Regions from separate parts of the Mus musculus genome. Here region 1 is linked to region 2. Evidence: chromatin contacts called from public promoter capture Hi-C data. All regions are on one chromosome and are shown on one strand. Each heading gives the region's core, a stretch centred on a gene start, on an enhancer-like site or on the middle of the called end of the contact. The rest is flanking DNA. Distances are from core to core; before and after follow the strand shown. Region 1 holds the start of Zpbp (zona pellucida binding protein). Region 2 holds the start of Tns3 (tensin 3).

Evidence for each region. Promoter capture Hi-C pulls out the DNA fragments that hold promoters and counts their contacts.
Region 1: a promoter capture Hi-C map of pre-B cells shows a contact between it and region 2, with 5 times the contacts expected there. The contact joins the promoter of Zpbp here to the promoter of Tns3 in region 2. A contact is called at or near these places in 3 of 39 promoter capture datasets (hippocampal neurons, liver and pre-B cells), 1 of 115 datasets of contacts at active chromatin or transcription factors (large pre-B cells) and 2 of 9 other capture datasets (adipose tissue and liver).

Annotation. Positions count from the first base shown.
Region 1 is chr11:11,459,301-11,464,540 of GRCm38.p6, reverse strand. Zpbp (zona pellucida binding protein) reads left to right here and starts at 2,122. Exons shown (of 8, transcript NM_015785.2): 1 at 2,122-2,477; 2 at 4,762-4,842. The coding sequence starts at 2,177. Spata48 (spermatogenesis associated 48) reads right to left here and starts at 797. Exons shown (of 9, transcript NM_001347068.1): 1 at 1-797. The coding sequence starts at 285.
Region 2 is chr11:8,660,648-8,666,086 of GRCm38.p6, reverse strand. Tns3 (tensin 3) reads left to right here and starts at 1,552. Exons shown (of 31, transcript NM_001083587.1): 1 at 1,552-1,608.

The DNA.
Region 1 (5,240 bases), core at 873-3,372, 2.8 Mb before region 2:
CCCATATGGTGGGGGATAGGGGTAGTGAAGATGATAGTCCGGCAAGACTGAAGGTGGATAAGGATGAAATTTTAAAAATGTAGGGTTGCATTTCTTTTCAAATCTGACACAGTTATGTCTGTCTTCAAGTCCTTTCACAGAGGGCATGTTCATTTTCTGTAAGAGGTTACTGTAGTGCGGGTAATCTGGATGCTCAATAGCCTTTCCTTCTGAGAAGATGAACCTTCTAGGGATACTGATCTTCCCAGGCATGGTCTTGACCTCCATATCCATGTACTGTCTCATCAGTTTTGAGGATTATGAATTAAATTCCTTTGTTTTTTTTTTTTTTTTTTTTTTTTACCATTTAACTATTAAAAACCCATATTTCCAGTAATGGAAGATTAGGATTAATCCACCATAAAATTAATTCAATTTTCTAAATGTTAGTCATTTAAAAAGTCTTAAGGTAATTTTTTTCTGCTGAAAGGGAGATAGGCCAGTATAGAAATAGGACATAATAATAATAATAAAAAAACACAAAAAGAGCCTTTGCTGCTTGGCAACAGGTAGAACCATAGCTCACGGAACTACTTATTATGTACATCATAATGGAATTCTTTAGGCAAACCACAGAAAAAAGTCCTAGTAATATTTCCATTATACCTTTTTCTCCAATGCTCAGGAAACCAATACACACACACATGCACACACACACATGTATATGTAAAAATTTAACATGTTCATATTTTGTGGGCAAGATAGTAACTGAAAGAATATACTGAAGTTGATGTAGTGAATACATATACAGTCTCTCTCTTTCATATATACTCTCTCTCTCTCTCTCTCTCTCTCCTACACACACACAAACACACACACACAAACACACACAAACTAGAAATAACTTTTCGGGTTGGAATAAATTATAAACATTGGTATATGTTTAATTTAAATACGCTAACAAGGAAGATATAGTATACTGATTTTTAAGAAAAATAATTCATAAATCATAGCCAATGTAAAAGTCCATTCTTAAATGCCTTAAATTATCTGCAGTTTCTTTAAGTTACCACAATTCTTAGAACGAAAACAATGAGGTATTTATGTTATTTCAGTAAATGGCAGCATAAAAAACGATCTATTTTAAACGATAAGCATAGCAGTCCACTTAAGAGCTGTTTTTTAACTAGACAATTTGGTTTTGCATGAAAATTGCAACTAAGTTTAATTATTACAATCCGAAGGGTAATAGCTCACACCTCCTTAAATAAAGAAGGTAAGCTTCTACAAGAGTCAGGTATAGAATATTTAAATCAGATCAATTGTATGATAGTAAGGATAAGCAGAATGTAGCCACGACCACCTATGATGATGACTGAAAATTTGCAATATACAACAAAACAAGCAATAACGTTGAAATAAATGGGTAAGTTTTCAGCATAAGGTCCTGGACAGTTTATCCAAAACACGAAGGTCAGTAAGTTTTTACTCCACTCCGTATTACCCATCTCTTCATATTAAAAGTGAAAACATTTAACAGCCTGCTTCTAGTGTTTCTATATATTTGTATAAAATTTATTTTTATCCTAGTTGGACTATCATTAAATCCTTCCAAAGGCAGAAAAGATGTATGATTCTTTCAATTTAAATACATTCTCATTCTAAACGGTCCGTGAGCTGGTTCTTTATGTTTTCCTGAATCCAAGTTGAGGATGATCTTCCAAGCCGAGTACTGCATGAAAGTCAATGTCATCTAAGGTCTATTTCCTCCATTTTCCCATCATGCCACTTTTTAAGGCAATACCTTTAATTTCTCCTAGGTGTTCACTGCATGCATTTTCTATTAAGTCCCACACACTGATAATGCACAATCGTTCGCATTACAACAGTCAGGAACTTCATGCATTGGCATTACTATAGCCAGGAAGTTTATGAGAGGTGTACATTCATTAAGTCATCCGTTCTCAGGATCTGCTGCCATTAGGCACCTAAAGGCTGAAACTCAATCCACTGCTAAGGTAATAAGAGGGGCTTCTCCTCTGCACACAGACACCACGGGAAGGCAAAGGTTAGAACTTTGCGACACAAGATTCTTCTCGCTTTGGAATCTCAGACCAGCCAGGTTCTGGAGGGTTTCCTTAGTGGTGCGGGGCCTCGAAGTCAAGGGAGCCCCTAGGGGATCGACCTCTTGCCTCCCATGTGTACCCAAGCTGGGTCCCAAGCTAGCACACCTCCCGCACATCACCCGAGCGGAAGTGGCGCGTCCGTCGGTCCGTCCTTCCGGCCTGCCGTCTGCCAACTTCCGGCGGCGGGTGGGCGCGCGCCAGGTAACGACCTTCTGCGCCGAGGCTCGGCCGTCGGCGGCGTGTGGATGGAGGCCTTGGCCCCGGGCCGGGCTCCGCGGGGCCGGCGGCGGGCCGGGGCCTCGGGCTCCGTGCTCTCGCCGCTGTCGCTGGCCGCCGTCCTGCTCTGCGCCTTGCTGCGGGCGCCCCCTGCAGGTGAGGCTCGGCGCCGCATGGCGGGAGCTCTGGCTGCCGCGGCTCCTCACGAGAATTGCGTTGGCCCCGTGTCACGTGACTCCGACTACACAAGGACACCCTCTCTGGCAGGGACAGCCCCAGTGAGCCTAGTTTTGTGTAGGAATCTTGAAAACTACATTTGCATAGAAAAGACCTCTGTGGGCTCGTGAAGGAGGCCCTGCTCCAAGAGATTATCCGAACTTTAAAAGTGCCTTAATAAAACTTCAGTTCGTGGGTCATTGCCAGCCGTGTGTTTCAGAGCGAGTCTATGTAGCTCTGTATAGTACTGAATTTGTGCTGTGAACCTAGTGAGCTTTTAGACCATCCTTGATAGTGCAGCGCCCTCTGTTGGTTCTGGATGTAAAATGCAGGGTGTAGTTGGAAACACGTATCCTAGTTTCAAAAATATATATCGGAGAAAGAAATGAGCGCTTACTAGATTGGCTTTTTAGCTAGCAAGGTTTGGTCTCTCTCCCTCTCCCTCTCTTTATGTTGAAATTGTAGACTTACTAGCAATAATCTGTGTCCCATAGATCCTAAATGTACTAAAGGTACATTTGTCAGAGTTAAAGTTTATTCAAATAAGAGAACTATAAAGTAACCAAGGATACAGATGTAGAAGAAGTGTGAAGAAAGGGATACTGTGGTTAAAGGAAAGAAATGGGGCATGCTTACTAGTTTTTTATTTTTTTTTTAACTTGACACAATCTGTAGTTACCAGGGAATAGGAAACCTCAATTGAAGATTTGACTATCAGATTGACGTATGAGCGGTCTGTGGGGGTATTTTTCTTAATTGCTTTTGATGTGGGAGGGGCCGGTCCTCTGGGAGGTGGTGTCATCCCTGGGCAGGTGGTCCCAGGCAATGTCAGAAAGCAGGCTGAGCAAGCCAGAGGAAGCTAGTCGGTAAGCACTATTCCCCCGTGCTTCCGCTTAGCCTGCTGCCTCCAAGTCTGGGTTTGAGTCCTGGATGCCTTTGCTTTCCTGGATCGGAAAGAGAGGCCCCTTGGTCTTGCAAACTGTATATGCCTCAGTACAGGGGAACGCCAGGGCCAAGAAGTGGGAGTGGGTGGGTGGGGGAGTGGTGGGGGAGGGTATGGAGGACTTTTGGGATTGCATTGGAAATGTAAATGAAGAAAATACCTAATTAAAAAATGTAATACTAAAACAAAGCATAACAAAACAAAAAAGGAGAGAAATAACCTGCCAGGGGAAATCAGTCCTCACTAGTCTTCTCCCAGGTTGATTTGGGGCGTGGTGTTTATCACAGGCACAGAAAGGAAGCTAGGATGGGGAGAGGGATATAAAAGATTACTCTCATCGAACACTAAAGTTCAAGTGATGGGCACAAAGAGTCCTGTGAGAATAGATTGTCTAATTATTCTGCGTGAAAAAGATGGAGTTGAGTATGGCTCTTGGCCTCATACGTGGTAATGAAATTTGTGTTTTTGTTTAAAAACATTGCCTGACTTTCCTTTTTTTTGATAAGGTCTATCAAAAACAGGATAAGCTTTTAGTATCTTAACATGTAAACTGTGACTGGTAAAGGCTGTAATTACATAGCACTTCATATCTCCGATGATAATTCTATAAGGCTGCAATTGTCAGTCTCATTTTGCAGATGAAAACCCTTAGACTTGAAGTTTAAAGTAACTTTCCTGTGGCAGAATTTGCATTTAAACTCCACTGCGGCCTTTAATGCCATAGTCTCTCCTCTTTACCTGCTGCTATTGAGGCGATTTGGGAGTAACACTTTACAGTCATTGTATTGCATTCTCTACCTCTTCTGTTCACAACATCACACTATCATAAATGCTCATTCAACAACGAATGAAGACTATCAGGAAGTGTTTCAAAATCATTGTCTTAATAGTTTTCATGTTATAGGTGTAGTGCTTGCAAAGGATTCTTGACTTAAACACTGATGCTTCTATCAATGGAGTTTGGACCAAGGAAAGTCTTCCATGACCATCAATTAATGAGGTCATGCAGGAAGTCTGAGGGAGGAGGGGTTTGTGATATGGGCCCTGTAAGGTGGGAGACTATGGTAAGTCAGCACAGAAAGGCTGGGCTAAGATTTATAAGGGGTAAGCCACAACTATATGGAATTCTTTAAGGACTATGCAGAGCAGTAGGTAACATATCATAGGACACTGATTCATACTTCCTGAAAAGGAGTCAAGATAAACTATACTCTTGTTTTAGTACTTGGGAATGTTTACAAGACAAACGTTGATCCCTTGTTTTCTTCTTGTTTTTCATAGTTGGACATTTGGCTCGACTGCCAAGAAGTATCCACTTGACTCAAGATTCACTGAAAATAGTGGGATCGACACATTTTCCTGGTACTCATCAATAGCTTTTGAGTAATTGGAAGTTACTAGCATCTGTTTACAGGGTGACAGTCCTGCGGAACAGTGCCATGTTCCTCAGTGACTCTCCTTCTGCAGAGCTCAGTTAAATGGTTTGTTTTGTTTTGTTTTGCAGAGCTGGAGTCATCCAAGGGTAATTCTGTGTGCAAAGAAAAGTTATTTCTAAAAGTTATCTGAGGTTTCTTGTAGTGCTTTTACTTGTAATGTATGCACTACTCACTATGGTATAAAATGTGGGGATCTTAAATATGCTAAAATAATTTTCAATTGAGATTTAAATATAATAAAGATTTTGGATATATCCTTTCATATATATATATATACATACATATACATACATATATATACACACACACATACATATATATATA
Region 2 (5,439 bases), core at 303-2,802:
GGCAGCTGGGACCAAGCAAGGCAACCCAGTGACTGGAGGGCTGGAGTGAGTAGGCTGTTGGTAAACATCTGAGAGAACAGCACGGAATCTGGATAGTCTTGGATCCTCACCTTACAGTGCTCTGATCCCCACCACTTGGTTTACCTATGTCAAGTTAAGATTTTGGGGGTGTTTTCTTACCAGGTCAAAGGCAAAGGAACAGTTCCTGCCTTGTCCCCCTTTCTAGCAGAATGACTGTGACCTCCTCCCTATCCCCTCTAAAGGCTCCTTTACAAGCATCCTGTTCCTCACCCATGACCCGTGGGACTCCCAGAGGCTAGGGAAATGCTTGTTTCATTCCTTAGGGCCTGGGGCTCAGGGCCTGGGGAAGCTTTTGCCTCAGGCAACATCTCCTTCTCCCAATGTCTCCATTTCTCAGAGATAGGCATAGCCTTCCCAAACCTGGGGGAGAGGAAACAGGGTGTGGCCCGGCCTCTAGCCTGGCCTAGGATCCAGGGCCTCACCTCAGTGTTTGTGAAGGCTGCGCTGTAAACAGATCCACCAGATATTACTTTCCTAGCTCAGCTTCTCCACCATTCCTGGCAAGCCTGGCTTTTTCTTGAAGGCACAATATGGCAAGAATTGAACAGGTTTTGGTAACCTCAGACAGTGGCTGCACCGAGCAGATAGATACAATTTCTACCCTCTTTTAAAGCTACCTGGAGTGTTTTCCCGGAGTGGAATCAGAGATATTAAGGGCTGCTGGTGTCCACTAGAAACTGATGGAAATTCCATCTCATTTATGCAGACGTGTTTGAAAGACCATGCAATGGCATGCCATCATTCCCTGGAGATCGCAATGAGAAAATGGACACAGAGGCCCAGCTATCCGAATCTTGGGGATCTCTTAAGAAATCTTGCTCTGTCCTCATCTGAGAAAGGCTGTTCAGGAGATCTTCTTTCTCCTGTGTTCCTGCCAGCCTCAACCGTATTCTCTCCTGCTAGGTTCACTTTAAGAAGTCAAGGGACTTCTACCCAGCACCATCATCTCCTCCTGCCTGGTGAATTCTGGATGTTGAAGGGGCTGTTGGAGCATCCTGGGCTGTCTTAGAGACTGCTGCTTGATACACGTAGAGCCCCACGGGATAATAAGTCACTGGAGGGTATTGTAGGACTTCCTCCTGGCAGAAACAGCACTTAGACACACTGGATGAAACAATAAACTGGTTTTGCAGGAATGGGACTCGAACCTCCCTCCCCAGGTGCACTTACGTAGACATGGAACTGTTGAGCCTATAGAATACTGGGGCCCCCGAGGTATTTAGGGAGGCCAGCGAAGTGGGAGGGTATTTTAAAGAGCTCATCCCTTGGGTCAGGAACCCGAGGGGGTGAGTGCGGGGGGCGGGTGTCCAGCACCTGGAAACGCAGGACATTGTTAGGAAGATGAGACCAGGTGACCGGCAGGGCTCCGGTGCGCGGGCGGTCCGTAGCGATTGCCGGAGCCGCCTCGAGGGGGCCCTGCCGCGGGCGCGGGCGGCCAGCCAGGAGGACGGGCCCGCCCGCGAGCAGCTCGGAGCCCAGCTTCGCTTCGGCCATCGCCCCGCCGGACCGCGCTGCGGGTTCGCCCAGGTACCAGGGTCGGGAGCAGGGCAGGGGCAGCCACACGCCGCCACACTCTTTGTTTGGGGCCCCCGCTCAGGTTCCAGAGCCTGGGCGTTCGGGGTCTTGGAACTGGGTTGCAGCCGAGCAGACACCAAACCTGGGCGCGGAGACAGTTGAGGGTGTAGGGACAAGGCGCGGGGGCACCCGGGAAGGGCGCTTGGGATCCAGGACTGAGGACGACCAGGGGGTCTGCGGCGATCGGGAGTCTGGGGCTCAGCCAGGTCCTCGGGCCGACGCGGGCCGGAGCTCCGGGGCCGGCAGGGTCCTGGTCGCGGCGCCCGGCGCCTAGCTAGGAGGGCGGGGGCGGAACCACACTATCGCCGCCCCGGCCCTGCGGACTTTGCTCCCTGAGACAGTTAGGGAAGAGAAGACGGAGGAGCCGCTTGGGGCTGCAATGAGACTTCTCAGGACTTTACTCCCGCCTTTTCCAGGCAAGTGAGCTGTGTGCCTCTTTTCCTTTCCTTTCGGTTGCTTGGGAGCCAGGGGTCTCATCCCGCCTTTTCCCACTATTCGGAGGAGTACGAGTGCAGGCACAGGCCTGGGGGCCACCTGTGGCACGTGTCTCCTGGCACGCGGGCACTGTAGCTGACAAGTAGGAGGGAGGGTCCTGGGCCCCGGGGTTTCTGTGTAGTTCTGTGTTCTGCCCCTGGGGACGTTTGCTTGGATCGATTTGAGAGTCTATGCCGCAAAAAGAGACCCCGAACCCCTTCCTTCCCCAACTGGCATTCTGGCCGGTGCCAGCAGGTGATCCCGACTCTCTAGCGTGACTGAACACAAAAAGTTCCCTCCAGGGCTTGGGGCCAGCAGACCGCACTATCTAGGGTGACCACAACTGATTGGAACGCCCTCGGCTTTGTCACAGCCCACTCCAAATTTTGTTTCTTGAGTTGTGCCTTCTGCTCCACTGTATAGAGCTTCAAAACGACACCCCAAACCAAGAATACAGGAGCTACTATAGTAATAATGTGTACCCCATCAGAGCTAACCCTTTTGACATATTGATGTATTTCCTTGAGGCTTTGGTCTGTTCATATGAATACTTTTTAAAAGTGCTTTTAGTTTTTTGCCTGTTAAAAGAGATTTTTGACTGTCTTTGTGATTTTGTTGCTTCCCTCTTTGGGGCCTATGAGGTTATATTTGCAAATCAATCAACAAGTATTAAGAAAGGCTTTTCTGTGCTGAGGACCAGGAAGGGGGCGGGGATGGCTGCAGCTGGAAGCTGTAGGAGGCTAGGCCAGGACTTGGAGTGTGTGTGTGTGTGTGTGTGTGTGCGTGTGTGTGTTTATGTGAGGGAAGGGGGGCACAGACAAGGGGGTGCATTTGCTGGGTCCTGGAGAACTAACTGGGGCAATTGGTAAGAAGCCAGACCTCCGATAAAGTCATGGTGACTGCCCCCCCCCCCCCCAAAGAATGACAGAGGGCAATAAGGACCTCTGGCTGAGTGGTACTAAACTCTTTGCCTGTTGTTTATTTCATCTCACCCAATGATTCTTGGAAGAAAGAGGGAAGTGGGATTATCACACCCATTTTGCATATGGGCAAAGAAATGCCAAGTATCCTGTTTATGAAGCTGAAATGTGGAGGAGTAGCTGGAATTCTGGGACACAATGTCTGAGTTCTATGGCCTGGCTCCTGCAGGCTGGCTGCTGCTGCTGCTTCCCTGGCAATTGGCTTTGAATGCTTGTCCAGACAGCAGCAGTTCTTCCACTGAGGGTAGCTCCTCTGCCGAGGCTGCTAAAGCTATCCGCAGCAGCAGATGCGAAACCTAACCACTAAGAAGATAGAAAAAAAAAAGTAGTTGCTTCAGGGAACATCATATGCCTAAATGCAAATCGATTAGCTTTTACAAAGTGTCTCTCTGGCCTGCTGTGTTTTGAAACTGAGCTACTTGCAAATGTTGACTTCATAGTTCACAAGATCAAATATGTTACTATGCTATAGAAGGTTCCAGGGGAGCTGGTATACTCGTGGTATAGCCAAGGCCTGACAAGGAGTCAGCTAGACAAGAAGGTGGAGTGGAAGATATCAAAGGAAGAGGGTATTTGAGTCTGTCTGGCAGTCACAGCTTCTGTCTGCCCAGGATACAAGGAGCAATTTTACAGACGAGGAAAATTACCAACAAATTTCCAAAGTCTGGGAGCTAGTGGTGTATCTGCATGCAGTCTGCCCCTGGAGCCACATTATGTTGCTTAGGGTCAGCCTGCTGTTAGCAATGGATATGTTCAGGGGAAGCCTGTTCTGACTCTGTGTTTGAACTTGGATGTGGGGAACACTGGGGTACTGCTAGCAAAAGTTCTTTAGTTTTTTCTTTCTGAAAGTAAAACACTTTTATGAGACCATGCCACCTACCAGGTAGTCCGAGGCATTGGATCTAGGCAAAAGGTCGTTAAGAGGTGCACTAACCTGGCCCCTTCTTGTAGGACCCAGAAGCAGGGGAGAACAGGTTGCATCTTCATTTCACCTGGAAAGAAACCTGCCAGCAGTGACCTAATGACACAGAGCAAGCCTCATCTACTCAGAGCCCCTGCCACCATTTCTGCTAAAATAAGTGGATCAGGCTGGCTGCTTCAGTAGGTATTGGTTAAGTGTTAGCCACCCTGTGCTTCTCAGAGAGTAGAGCGTGTTCACAGCCAGAGCACAATTACCCCTAATACTCACGGTGAAGCCTATGTATCCTCAGTGGACTCTCCACATGGAAATGGCATTTAAACTCCTTAGCGTAGGTGAGAAGGAGTATGTACTGCATTTCAAAACCCCCGAGGATTGGCTGTATCTTTTGGTGGAGCACTTGTGTAGCATGTGAGAACTCGGATTCAATAACCAGGACTTCAGAAGGAAACAAACAAAGTAAGTCTCAAAACTCATGCATCCATTCTCTTACATTGAGACCAAATTTGGGCGCCAGGCAGTGGTAGTGCACACCTTTAATCCCAGCACTTGGGAGGCAGAGGCAGGTCAATTCTGAGTTTGAGGCCAGTCTGGTCTACAGAGTGAGTTCCAGGACAGCCAGGGCTATACAGAGAAACCCTGTCTTGAAAAAAAAAGGGGGGGATCCCATTCTGTCATATCTGCACCCCTCCTCCACCATTTTCTGTACACTCACAGTTTGCTGAGTGCAGCTTAGGGGCAGGGACATTCATTTCCTTGATGCCTGTTACTCGTAAAAGTAGAAGACGCAGATTCCCCAAGCTTCTGGGAACTTTGTTTTGAATTCTGCATCAAGAGTGTTTTGAGCATGTCTGTTGTTGTGGTAAGGAACATGGTCCTGCACACAGAGTCCCTGGGGAGGTCCTCAGTGTCTGTGTGGCAGGTCTTCCTGTGGCACAAACTGTTGTGTGGCACAGTGCATTCTCAGAGAGTGTCTAGGCACTTACTTTGTTTTTACAGCTCATGTGACTTTGAACTTTTGGTGAATCCTGCTGCCTCAGCCTCCCGAGTGCTGTAATTACAGACATGACCTGCTGTGCCTGGTTCTGGTTTTTATTTTTTACCCGTCCCAGTGTAGCTGTGTTTAGGGTTCCTCATGTGGCAGCACAGATGACCAGTGTCGATTGCTTCTGCCACAGGGGGGAACCAGGGAAGGATGGGTAATCCACGATCAGGGCCATCTTGTTTAAGAAATAGAAGACAACACAAATCAGGGGCCTCCAGAATTTTCCAGGGGAAAAATTTATTTTCTTAATATTTTATATTTGGTTGTTTGTTTATTCTGTATGAAGTGTGTCTATGTCCGTATGCCTGTATGCATGCGTGTACGTATCCATGTATTTTCTGACCTGTGTGTGAAGGCTAGAGGAG